Regions from separate parts of the Mus musculus genome. Here region 1 is linked to region 2. The links are chromatin contacts, called in public HiChIP or PLAC-seq maps. All regions are on one chromosome and are shown on one strand. The core of a region is the stretch at or near the end of the contact, and the rest is flanking DNA. Distances in the headings are between cores, read along the strand shown.

What was found. HiChIP or PLAC-seq counts read pairs in DNA pulled down with a chosen protein or histone mark.
Region 1: a contact with region 2 is called in an H3K27ac HiChIP or PLAC-seq map of embryonic stem cells, with 4 times the contacts expected there. The contact joins the promoter of 4932702P03Rik here to the enhancer-like site in region 2. A contact is called at or near these places in 1 of 39 promoter capture datasets (liver), 3 of 484 Hi-C or Micro-C datasets (CD8 T cells and bone marrow-derived macrophages), 3 of 115 datasets of contacts at active chromatin or transcription factors (astrocytes, bone marrow-derived macrophages and embryonic stem cells) and 3 of 9 other capture datasets (adipose tissue, embryonic stem cells and liver).

What each region holds. Positions count from the first base shown.
Region 1 is chr13:24,902,879-24,909,645 of GRCm38.p6, forward strand. It overlaps 4932702P03Rik (RIKEN cDNA 4932702P03 gene), which reads left to right and starts at 2,722. Exons shown (of 3, transcript NR_045182.1): 1 at 2,722-2,830. Aldh5a1 (aldhehyde dehydrogenase family 5, subfamily A1) reads right to left here. Exons shown (of 10, transcript NM_172532.3): 10 at 4,701-6,767.
Region 2 is chr13:24,516,735-24,523,500 of GRCm38.p6, forward strand. It overlaps a transcript of Ripor2 not described here. Among named protein-coding and RNA genes, the nearest start is that of Gm22013, 33 kb to the left of the region's middle. Within about 2 kb of position 1,442, at least 15 of the 459 cell types and tissues checked have an H3K27ac peak or open chromatin away from gene starts, as enhancers often do. A contact at or near this core is called in embryonic stem cells, where this site is marked.

The DNA of each region.
Region 1 (6,767 bases), core at 1,472-3,971, 390 kb after region 2:
GCCATCCAGTGAAGTAAGAAAACAGTGACATAGATCAGCAGGGCAAGACCCCTGCTGCCAAGCCTGAAGACTTAGGTTTGATTCCCAGGACCCACATGGTAGACAGAAAGAACCAACGCCCCAAAGTTGTTCTCTGGCCTCCACACAAAATATCTGGATAATATGCACATGTACACACACACACACACACACACACACACACACACACACAATTGTAATTTAAAAACAGGTAGCTGGGTGTGGTAGCACATGCCTTTAATCCTAGCACTCGGGAGGCAGAGGCAGGCGGATTTCTGAGTTCGAGGCCAGCCTGGTCTACAAAGTGAGTTCCAGGACAGCCAGGACTATACAGAGAAACCCTGTCCCGAAAAACAAAACAAAACAAAAAAACCCAAAACAAAACAAAAAAAGTATTCCTCAACACTTCTTTCACATAGTGAGGACTTTTTTTTTATTATTATTATTTTTATGTGACCAAGATATCCTGGATGCTGAGTCTTGATTTTATTCGTTTAAATGTATTATCTTCCACATGTTTTGACAAGGTGTTGATTCTTGTATTCCATACATATGATGATCTAAGGAAGTCTTCTTTGAAGGAGAACTATATTTTCCTTCTGCTAATGTGGCTAAATCTGGGACTTGTGGTCAAGGGACACTGGCCTGAATCTACACTCTTCGCCTGCACGGCTGCCACTTACAAGCCTCTCCAGCGGAGGACAGAATGTCCTCTAACACCGAGAGATAAACCTGCTGAGAACAGTCAGTTCAAGCAGCCTGCCAGGCACCGAGGAGGACCGTTTAATCCTCTGATCCTCTGGTCCTCCCTATAGAGAGGGTCCCTGGAGATGGATCAGGAGACCTGTTTTCTTATGCTGCATGTGCTAAAAAGGGATTTTTAAAAAATGCTTTTACTGTAATCTTTTTTCTTTTTTCTCCCTCAGTATTGGAGACAGAAGCCTGGAGTCTGGTGTATGGTAGGCTCTACCCCTGAATTATATCTCCAGCTCCAGGTTTTAGGATTTATATGGTTGGGAAAAAAATTGAAATGTTTTGATCACATGCCTAATATGAATTTCAAATTTTGTGTCTGTAAAAAGTTTTTGGACCATGATCATTCATGTGTTTATGTATGAATGACCCCATGGCTGCTCTTATCTTACAAAAAGACTTTTTTTTTTTCAGTTTTATTTATTTCATGTATGTGAGTCCACTGTCACAGTCTTCAGATACGCCAGATGAGGGCACCAGATCCCCTTTACAGATGGTTGTGAGCCACCACTATGTGTAATGAGCCACCATTGCTGGAAATTGAACTCAGGACCTCTGCAAGAGCAGTCAGTGCTCATAGCCACTGAGCCATCTCTCCAGCCCACAAAAAGGTTTTAAATGGACTGTAATAGGGGTTGTCTGCAAAGACTAAAACACTTAGCCAGGTATAATGGCATACTCCTTTGATCCCAGCATTGAGCAGACAGAGGCAGGCAGATTTCTGTGAGTTCAAGGCCAACCTGGTCTACATAGTAAGTTCTAGAACAGTCAGGCTCCGTAGAAAGAGCCTGTCTCAAATCAAAACAAAACCACACACACACACACACACACACACACACACACACACACCACACACACCCCAAATGAACAAAGACTAAAACTATTATTTGCTGTATCTATATTGGGAAAACAAATACAATTTCTGAAACTCACGGGTCCTTCTTGAGGACAGTCAGCTTGAATTGACCAGTCTCAGCTCAGTGGCTTTCTATCAATATTAAAGGACATTCTGTCCCTGCTGCAAACTAACTTTCTCTCTCTCTTTCTTTCTTTCTTTCTTTCTTTCTTTCTTTCTTTCTTTCTTTCTTTCTTTCTTTCTTTCTTTCTTTCTTTCTTCCTTCCTTCCTTCCTTCCTTCCTTCCTTCCTTCCTTCCTTCCCTTCCTTTCTCTCTCTCTCTCTCTCTCTCTCTCTCTCTCTCTCTCTCTCTCTCTCCCCACTGTATTTTGAGACACTGTAGCACAGCCCTGACAGTATTTATAAAACAAACAAACAAACAAAAACCAATTTACAACTAGGAATTTACCTACGTGTGTGAGAACCTAAATTCAGTTCATAGCACTGCAGGAAAAGTAATTTTTTAAAAAGTATATTGGGGTATAATTCACTTAGAATAAACTACACATACTAAGTATAATGTGATGAATATGTCCATGCCCTGGAGCCGCCGCTCTAACTGAGCTAATGAATACGTCACCCTAAACGATTCTGTGCGACCCTTCATAGACACACCTTCCCTTAAACCACATTACCAGACGTCCTTGAAGTTTCTAGTTTTGTAGAATTGATGCTGGATGTATTCATTCTTGGATCTCTTCCACCACGAAGTTGTCTCCATCAGTCTATTAGCAATTTTGTTGGGGTAAATTGTGGAGGTCCCGTTCTGAGACCCAGAGTGCTACTCCTCAGGTCTGTGAATTAAAAGTCTCCTTGATCATTACGGTCTTGCAAGAGTTCTTTATTTTACTGAGTTTTTGAAAGGGAGATGAGCCAAATACACACCAGCCCAATGACAATGACTTTCGGCCACTGTTTGGATCTAAAATGTCCCAGAAAGACCAATGTGTGGGAAGACTTGATCCCCAAACCCCGCCACTGCTGGAACACACTGGAAGCTTTAAGAAGTGGGGTCCGGTGGAAGGAAGTGACCTCACTGGGTGCGTGCCTTCCTCGCTCTGCTTCTCCACCCGCCGTGGGAGCCGTTTTCCTCAGCCCAGCTCTGTTGATGCTCATTCTGGGCCCGGTCCCAAAGTAAGCTGCTCACAACGGTGGACTAGACCGGTGAGTCAAAATAGACCCTTCCTTCTTGTAAATTCATCAAATCTCAGGTATTGTGACCGGTGATAGATAGCTGATAGATAGTGATGATAGCATGACAAAAAAAAAACACATTTTTTTTTTGTCATGAAAACAAAAACTTTAAAAAATGTTCTCAAAGGTCTAACTATGTATGCCCCCCCCCCCCCCGCCCTTTCCTTTTCTAGGTCAGCTTTCTCCCTTGCCCCAGAACACACTTCGTTTTTTCTTAGAGGAAGAGGCTTCTAGCGCTCCCGCGTTCTGCTTTCCCATTGCTGAAGTGACTCCCCGGAGAGCAGAGGTCTGTGGACCGCCCAACATGTAAAGGAAAGTGCCCCTGGTATGGACATGCCAGAGTCTGGCTGTGCTTCCGGTTCCTCGGGATTGGGCTTGGCCTCTGTCCTCGGGACTATTGTAACCCTCATCAACTGAATCTTTCTGAACTCATCAGCAAGCCAGGGGTTGGAGGAGGCCCTCTGAGCAGCGCTGGGGGAATCACCCAGGGTCCTCTTTTTTTGTGGCGCTCTGGGAAGAAAGCCCCACTAGGAGCTTAGTAGCCACAGAGCAGAGTAAAGGTGGGGCTGTCTGCGCCTCTGTCAGTTGCCACTCAGAGGCGGTTCCCTGTGCATTCTGCAGGGGCGAAACCATCAGGTCTGGGAGCGAAGGCTGCAGGCTCCATATTGAGGTAGTACTTGAAGCCCACAGCCAACCCTTTCTGTCTTGATTTGTGAAGCAGTATCACCCTCCTGCCTTCATCATGTCCAGCTGGGACCTGCGAGGAACTCTGAGCCTTGAGGCCTGGGAGCTTGCCCTCTCGTCCTGGTCTCTGCTCAACCCTGGTCAAGGCTCTGCCTGGAGTTCCCACTGCTGTTGCTCCTTAAATGAACTCTCTGGGAGTTGGGGATGGGGAGGGAAAGCTCGTGTCAACATTCCAAGTCTAAATTTGAAGACAGCCGGTTTCCCCCGGGCACAGGGGACCCTGGGGGCAAAATCTGTACGTTGATCTCCTAACCCCCAAATTCTAGAATGTAGGAAGAGATGAGCCCTTTAGGAGTGGTTCAAAATGAAGCCGTCAGGCTGGGTCCTAATCCAATTTTACTGGTGTCATAAGGTGACTAAGCCCCTCAGAGGGTTGGGGGGGGGGCACCTAGTGGGGGAACTCCCACGAGGAACGGGCCACCTGTAGGCCCAGGAGGCGGGGTCATACAGGACCTTTTCATAGCTGACTAAGGCTTTGCCTTCACCATGCAACCACTTAGGAATTCAATGGAGCTTTAGGAGTGACTCTATTGTAAAGGCCAGTTTGCTTAGGTCTTTTGCATATTATGCTCTATACCGCCTAGGGATTCTGCTAGCAAGGCCATTGCCTTGACCTTGTATCAGAGCCATGAGCTAAAACAATACAACTTACCCAAGCTGTGGTATTGTGTTATTAGCAACCGAAAATGCACTCAGACAAGTGTTCACATTCGTATTCCAGGATCGTATCTGGATACCAGGGGCTCAGAAAATGCCTTTCTCATACTTCTCTGTAAAAATAAAAGACTGGAGAAAGTGGCTAACTGTGGAGTGTGTAGAAGACAGACTGGAGAGAGCTGGGGCATGACCTTGGGCAGCTGCCCATCCCTGAAACTAAGACACAGGTCTGGACCACGTGGTGTTGCTGAAGTGCCAGTGCTATTAGCTTAGCTCCCAGGACGAGGTCCTCACTGATCGGGCACTGTTGGTGAGGAAGTATAATTTTATATCCACATTGATCTAACACTACCCACTCAAAACTCAAACGATTCAAAAAAAAAAAGCTGTCAACAATGATCTGGTGTAAAAAGGGCAAAACCAACACAGCCACTCACTTTAACCCAGAAATAAGAAATCCTGTTAAACATTTATTAGATTCAACTCTGTTGATCACACAATGTCACACACTAGAAAAATGAAGCAATGTGTACATGTTTATAGAGCAATATATATTTCTCAACAACTCATGAGATTTGTCTCACAAAGTATGGCATGAAACAGTCACAGTATTAAGTATTCAAGTAAAATTCTGTTTTGAAGTAGCTGCACAGGGGTAACTAAAACACTGGGCTCCGGCCTTCAGAGAGGACAAGCCACGGGATCCAATTTGAAGGTCATCACATCACAAAATAGGCTTGTCTACATTGTGTGTCTGATCTTTATTCTCCCCCAAGTCCCAGAAGAGCAAAGATACCGAAAGAAGAACCAAGCACTTGCTTTGGGGCCCTGCTTAAAGGCCCTCAGATGTAAAACACAGATGAACTCTTGACACTTTCAGTGAGCCCCACTACCTGGGAGACAGGATTAGTATCAGGCTAGTATCATTTGAGTTGATAATTACTGCCAAGAAGCCCTAATAACAAAGGCTCAGAAAATGTGCCCTTTTCACAGAAGGTGTTTAATAGAATAAAATAATGCCTCATAAGCAGGGGAAGCCAGTGTCTTTCGATTGGTATAGATAAGGGCTGTAAACCTTTTTTAGCAGCTTTGTAGCAAGTCCTTTAGGCTCTGTAGGCCATACTGTCACAACACAGCTACTCAGGCATGGGGCACTGAGGCTGCTCACTCACAGGTTTCAGGAAACAACTGTTCTAACCCACCCAATCCATTGGGACATATGAAAACACTTTAAACTCATGAGTTATACAAAATCAGGTGGCAGGTCAGATCTGGCTCACAGGTTGTGGTTCATTAAGCCTTGTTCTTACATAACTGTATAGACATCTTCAAAAACTCCCACCTGTTACATATCTTATGGAACAGTAACAAAGGTTCATCGAAAAACACTCCTTAGCTGGGCATGGTCGCAGGCGTGACTCCAACACAGGAAGTGGAGCAGGAGAGTTCCCAGGTGAGCCTGAACTACATGAGGCCCAAACTCAAAAACCCTTAAAAATAATAATAAAAAAAAATCGACTCTTAGCTGATTTGGTGACAACATGCTTATTGTTACAGATATCTGGGAAGCTAAGGATCATCCGAGCCCAGGAGTTTAAGGCTAACAGGAGATCCTGTTTAAAAACAATATCAAAAGCCAAACTCGTCTTCCCATAACCCAAAAGCATTTTTCTAAGTAAGATGTTCTTTCATGTTAACGTTTTGGTGATGACTAATCCCATCATCTCCAGTATGCTAATGATATACTTTACCTCTGATACCCATCCCCATTATTTTAATCACAAAAATTGATTACATTTATTGTAACAAATGTGTGGGCCAGTGATCTACCCAGTAAATCAAACATGCACACACAAAAAGTACAAACTTGCCGCACAGTCCAGGAACCTGCTGGTTGACACTGTTTAACGTGTATTTGGAATGAGTTCACATTCAGTGAGTGTATTCATTTTCTACAAAATGCCAGCAAGGCATTTGTATTCTTAATTGAAAAAAAAAGATGGGCACAAATCTTAAGAAATTAGAAATGTCGGAGTTGGCAAGGTGGCTCAGAAGTTAAGATTTGGCTGCCTTTCTTCAGAGGACCAGCTAGGATTTGCCTCCCCAAACTCACAAGGTGGACTACAACCATCTATAACTCCATTTCTAGGTGATGCAATGCCCTTTTCTGGCCTCTTGAGGGAACCAGCACACATGTGGTGCACAGATATACATAGAGGCAAAATGCCATGTCCATAAAATTTAAAAATTTTAATTAGAAAATGTGGTAGAAACCAACTATACAGAAGAATAGAATAAACAGACCATGAACATCCTGAGTTGTGACTCTTGCCACTTGGGTGGGGTCCCTAGGATGAAGACTTCTACTTTATTCTTATGCTCAGGGACCTTAAGAACCATGACGTCCTTATTTGAAGTTCCCAGTGACTTGGGACTTAGTGTTTAGGAACCACCGCAGCTAGCTCTGCTATCATTCCTGTAGATGTCTCACAGAACATCCACAGAG
Region 2 (6,766 bases), core at 192-2,691:
CTGAGTGGTTTTGTTCAGTCTGTAACTTGTAAGTAACAATCATTTATAGAACTATCTTGCTGAGTAAAAGGCTTTCAAAAGTGGCTCCCTTGGGGCTGGAGAGATGGCTCGGCTGTTAAGAGCTCTGCTGGCTGCTCCTCCAGGACCAAGGTTTGACTCCCAACACCTATATGGCAGCTCAAACCATCTGTAATTCCAGTCCCAGAAGAGACAATGCTCTCTTCCACAGGCGCTATAAACGTGTGGTACACAGACCTGCATGCAGGCATAAATGGTTCATGTGTGGGCTGGGGATGTAACTGGTTCCTTTGGTAGAGTAGTTGTTAGCCTACTTATGTATAAGGTCTTGGGTTCGATCTCAGCACTGTATAAACATATTGGCTGGTATATGTCTATGATATAGCACACCAGGAAATTAAGGAAAAATCAGGCGTTAGATGTTATTCTCAGCTACATAGAGAATTCAAGGCCAGCCTGGTTACATGAAACAAACAAACAAACAAACAAACAAACTTGTTATAAACAAACAAACTTGTTATTTAGAAAAACCGAGCATCCCTGTGGCTTTTAATCCCACACAAGATGTCTACCCTTAACAATTTGTTTTCTGAACGCTGGCATTGAGGGCAAATGTAGCATCCTTTGGAAACCCAGAAGCCCATGGATTAAACCAACACCTCAAAACCCATCCCTGCTTCAGTCTCCTACAAGTCTGACTTTTGACCCCAAAGAAACACAGCTTCCCACGTGCCGGAACTCACTAAAGGACCACAGGAACTGGGGATGACTGACAGTCAAAAACCAATGTTTCCAAAGCTGGGAGGAGTTCCACAGATCACCGCCTCCCAGGCTGTCCTTCAGATGGTTTAATGTGCAGAGTCTTAAACCCAGGGTCCAGCCTTGGCTTTTATTTATTTTTAGAATAGTGAAACAGCTTTCCAGCTCAGACATTCAGGTTAAGACATAGGGACCTTTGGCTTTGACCTCCCTGGGGAGCTCGTGGGGGAGGAGGGGCGGTGAGTTTCCTCCTCTGTTCTCCTCCTTTTGTGATTTTCTTGTTCTGGGACAGCAATGCAAGGAAGACCTTCAATTCCTGATCTTTGGCCTCCGACTCTCAAGCTTGGGATGACAGGCATGTACCACCAGGCCAGGCTCATCTTGACAGTGGTCACACTGTCAGTATCCTTAGTGCCCCACCCTCCACCTGCCACCCCCACACCCCCTCCCCTGTTTTCCAGAGCATTCTTATTCAGTAGAGAATTTCTATAGAAACTTCAAGTACTGTTTCCAGGTAGGAGAAATGTAAATGCCAAGGGCATTTCTTTCCAGTTCTTTGTCTAGAACGATTCTAAAACTAAATAAATAGAAGCTTTTGAATCACCCTCTCCCTGACTGTACCTCAATCAGATCTCTGCAACTCCCACCAGCCCCAGGACACCAGGATCTGTGAATGGGGATGGCCAGGAGGCATGGAGCATGCCCTGTGCTACTTACCACCACCCCCAACACACACACACCACACTCATACACAACACACACACAAACACAAACAACACACACACACACCACACTCATACACAACACACACACAAACAACACACACACCCCACACACATACACAACACACACACAAACAACACAGACACCACACTCATACACAACACACACCATACACCACACACACATATACATACCACAAACACACACACACCACACACATACACAACACACACCATACACCACACACACATACCACAAACACACACACACCATACATACAAACACACACACATACACAACACACACCAATACACACAACACACATACACACATCACACACACATACACACACACAAAACACACACAACACACACAAACACAAACAACACACACACACCCCCCTCCCCCTTCCTGATCAAGATCTAATCTCAATGGAGATCTTACTACTAATTAAAAATTATTAGGGATACAAGTTTTTAAAAAAAGAAGTTAAACGGCCTGTGAAGAATTAATTAACATAAACGGAATATGGCAACTTTTACAGACCAGTGGCCAGTTTTATTTAAGAAATAGTGTGGAAATACAACCCAATGATGTTGAGGGAAATCTAGCAATGAATATCAAGTACAAACTCTAATTTTGTTTTCATGGTAACTACTATGAATCCTCACTGGGTTCACTTCAGCTAAAAACTGTAAAAGCTCTCTCTAGATTTAGGATTTTCCAAGGCTGTATTTCACTTTATTTTTTAAATATAAAAATATTGATGTGAGGAGCCAAGACCTCTGTGATGGTCAAGTACAAGATTCTGTAAGCGTTCTGGGTAGTGGCCACAAGGTGGCGCCACAGTGGTATTTCACAAACCTAACAAGGAGCATAGCCGTTAATGGAAATTGATGTCATCCCCAAATACATGAATGCAATATAATGGCTTCCCTGGATGCGATGGGAACTTTAGTCACAGACTTCTGCTTTCCAATGACTCTCATATGTCCATGGTGACGCAGAAATGCGAGTTTGAAAGATTCTATGATTTCCAAACCTCACAGAGAAGAGCTCTAGAGTTTTCAGAACTTTTAGACTTTCTTATTTATTATTTACTTATTCACTGTACATCCTGATTGCAGTCCCTTCTCCTCCAAGTCCCACCTCTACAAGTCCCTCCTTCCATTATCCTCCCCGCACCCCTTCTCAGAGAAGGAGAGCCTAGCTTCTGAGCAGTTTCATCCAGCAGCAGATGGACACACAGTTGCAGAAGCCCACAGCCAAACATCAGGCAGGACTTGTGGAAGAGTGGGGGGTAGGACTGAGGGATCCAGAGGGGCCGAGGACACTGCAAGAAGACCTACAAAGTCAGTTAATCTGGGCCCATGGGGTTCACAGAGTCTGAACCATCAACCAAGCAGGGACTGGACCTAGGCCCCCCTATTCTTTTGGAGCAGATGTGCAGCTTGGTCTTCATGTGGGTCTCCTAACAGTTGCACAGGGGGCTGTCTCTGCCTCTGCTGCCTGTCATTGGCTCCCCTTCCCCTAACTGGACTTCCTGGTTGGACTTCAGTGAGAGAAGATGTGCTTACTCCTGCTGAGACTGGATGCTCCAGGGCAGAGTGGTAACTTTCTGATTTTCTATTAGTGCTTGCCTGCCCATCGGTGGCTGGGTGAAACCCACTCAGCTCATACACTGGTGTCCGTTTCAGCTATGTGGTAACTCTTCACATTGGAGTAACACCGGAGAACAAATAATGTCTGACAGGGAAGTCACGCCCAGGTGACATGGTGTGGAGGGAATTTTGTGAAAGATGGGCATCTGAAGACATCTTGAGAAAGGACTTGATAGATAGCTACCAGCGGAGAAAGCGACGGAGCATCTCAAATGCTCGCACTTGAACTGGCCGCAAGGTTAGGGAGCAGAGGCAGCCGCTGTTAATAGACTGTGCACACAGAAGCCTTCCATTTGATCTCCAGCACAGAATACAACTGGGCGTGGTGTCATAACCTGAAGTTCCGGCATTGCACAGGTGGATCAGATATTCAAGGTCCCCACTTAGCTGCATAGCAAGTTTAAGAATAGCCTGAACTACATTAAGACCCTGTCTCAAAAACAAAACAATAATATAAATAGGGTAGATGTAATACGGAGGAGAACGGGAACCGAGACAAGCGTCAGAGCTTTTTTCTGCCTAGAAAGGGTCTGTGTCTTTTCCTCTAACACCACTCCAGGCCCTATGCTCTGCCCCCACACTTGACAGCTGGCTGGATTTCCTTTCCATTCGTCTCCTGAGGCAGGCTCCTTTAGTTCTTTTCCTGCACCATATGTATTTACCAAAACCAACTGTAACACCCAGGAATACACAATGAGAGTATCTTTCTCCCTAGGTTTTAAAACTTTTTCTTTTTTAAATTTTAATCCAAAATTAAAACTGGAATTAAAATTTTTGGCTAATCACAAGACAGAAAAAATAGAACTGAGGGACTGGGATCTTTAACTTCAGAGTATCTAGACTCAAATATTTATGGTCTAGAGAGGGGAAAAAATGGGATGAATCCACTACTACCAACAGACATGGACTTTGATTTTCGGGTTGCTTGCGATGCTGGCTCCATCTCTAGGTACAGAATGTTCCCAGCTTCAAGAAGACCTTATCATTTAAGACCCAGGTGCTCTCTGTGCCTTCCTTCCTCTCAGGTGTTTAGTGCCAATTAAGTCTAGCTGTGGAGCACTCACCGCCACCGCTAATGTCACAAAAATGGAACTGGAGGCTAATTTTGCTTCTCATGAATAGGTCCCTGTGGTTTCATTTCAAGCCTAATGGAAGGGACGCGCTCCAGCCTTCCCCTCTGTTGTAACTTGCTGAGGCTCACCTTCAGGAATTTCGCTTCCGTTCCGTGTGCGCTATTTCCTGTGTGGGTTTATTGTTGGCTGTTGTTTTCACATATGAGTTCCATTCTATTGTGGATACTCCGTTCTTCAGGAACTACCAGAGTGAGTGATGACTTAACTGCTCATTTTGGGACCTTTATGTTCCTAGGAAGGCCTCCTAGTCCTGCTCAACTTCACTTCCTGCTATGGTGGGCTTCCTTCCGGCTCGCCCATGTTCCCCTTCAGTGTAGGAGAGCAATACCCCAAACCTCTGTGGAAAAGTATGGAAAACATTTTGGGATGGAGTAGTCATTATTTTGCAATCAGACATTGCTGTTTGGCATCAATTTCACAGGGCTTGAAGGAAAACTGAGAATTTGGTGACAGTGAGCGAGCTAGAAGGGGTAGCGTGCCCTGTGACACCACACCGGGGTCGCAAGCACCGTCCCTTCTGAGCGCGTGGATAAGCCAGCTTTGCCTTCCACAGCCGGTCCCGTTGGGAAGGTTGTGTCATTTCAGAAGCGGGTGCGTGTGTATGTCTGTTGCCATGACAACCCAGCAGCTTTTGGTTCAGGCTTCTCAGCCAAGGCATAAATGTACTCTTGAAGTGATGCTTGTCAGAATTTGCCAGACTATTTTCCAGCACCCCTGGATTCACACAAAAGGCTTAGAAGGTTTCCAACTCCATTTAGGGGAGAGACAGGATGAAATTAGTGGTTGGCTCATAAGAGTGGCGAGGGCTGAGAAGTTCTACTCCCCTGCGGAAGGCAGCATGTTCCAGCCTGCCGTTTCAATACTTTGGGCAGTTCTGCATAATTAAAGAAAAAGCCCAAAATCAAATGCCACAAAAAAAAAAAAAAAAAAAAAAAAAAAAAAGCTAATTACCGGAACTGAGGCTTTCTGTTGAGTTCTTGTGACTCATAACTATCTCTGCATTTAATAAGGGGTCATTGTTCCTGCCCGGACTTTATTCTTATTTGGGCTTGTCAAATATGTGTAGGTACTACACCAAAGAAAGCAACTAAAAAGTCAATAGCAGGAGCCAAGAGCATAATCTCTCAGCCAACTCCATGGACTTGTCAGTTCCTGCTTTTGTCTTCATGCCCACTAACCTCGCTGAAAGGATTAAAGCCTGGTCATTTTGCAAGGAAATTATACAGGACATTCAGCGACTCTGAGACAGACTAATTAGACCTGGTGACTGCTTGGTTCTTCCATTTCTCCTCCTTTCCCACCTTCTGCTGCTCCCTACATCTCTTCCAAATGGATGCAGCAAAATACCTGTTCCCACCAGGCACTTATGAGCGGCCATCAATAGGATCCCATTACGAAGAGGGACACAAGGGGATGTGATCATGTCCCCAGGTTCACACCATGCCTGTCTCCAGGAGCATGGGTCTCCAGCTGGCTGCCATTACAGATAACTTAGGTGCGTTATCTCGTTATTCTGTTAAAGTCATTCTGAAGTCAAACAAACCCCTGATCCTTTTAATTTAATTTCTCTTAGTCATCATCTATCTCCAAGAACTGAACGCTGTGAGTCATATAGTCTCTCGAGTCCTGAGAAGAAATCTGAGCTGTGTTGAGATTTAGCCACAAACACTAGCTATTCCTTAATGGAATACATCACTTAATGTAGGTCTTCACTCCGTCCTTGGTAAAAGGAGCCACTTGGATATAAATTCTGAGTTCTGCTCCCAGTGAGAAATTTTGTTTCTTTCAGGGAATTCTGGAAACCTTAGCTCCAACTTTGCTCATGCATTTTAGCAAATTGTGTCTTTAAAAAAAAATGCTAGCATAGAGAGCATCACTCCAGAGCAATGAAACAAGTGAGTTGCCATGGAAGCTGTTCTTGGTTCATGTCCTTAGGCACACCCCTTGACCCATCTCACCCACTGGTTCATACCCTAAGCACACCCCCTTGGTCCACCTCCTCCTCTGGTTCATAGCGTAGGATCCTGGACCTGCCTCATCCCATCCCCTCATCTGTATCCCCAGCCCACAAGGTTGTTTGTTTGCTTATTTCCAACAAAGAAATAGTACGTTTCTGGTTTGAATTACTAACATCCTTAAATTCAGAATGTCTGTGTGTTGCAGAAGACAAGTCAACTCAGGGTAGGAGCTTAAACTAGATGGATTCCAAGTATCGTCTCAACATTAACTGGGATTTTTATGTGAATTGTGCCAAAGATCCAGGGCAGAAAGCCCCTATGGCATCACTCACACACTGCAGCCTGCAGTGTGAACTCGGCCCACAGAGGTTTTGTTTAGCCCACATATATAAAATCATATCTCATATGTATATATGACTTTAACAGACAGCAAATGTCCAGCTTCCATGTCTAACATTGGGAAAGCTGGCTAAGAATTGTCATGCTTGTAATCCTAGCAATTGGAGAATCACAG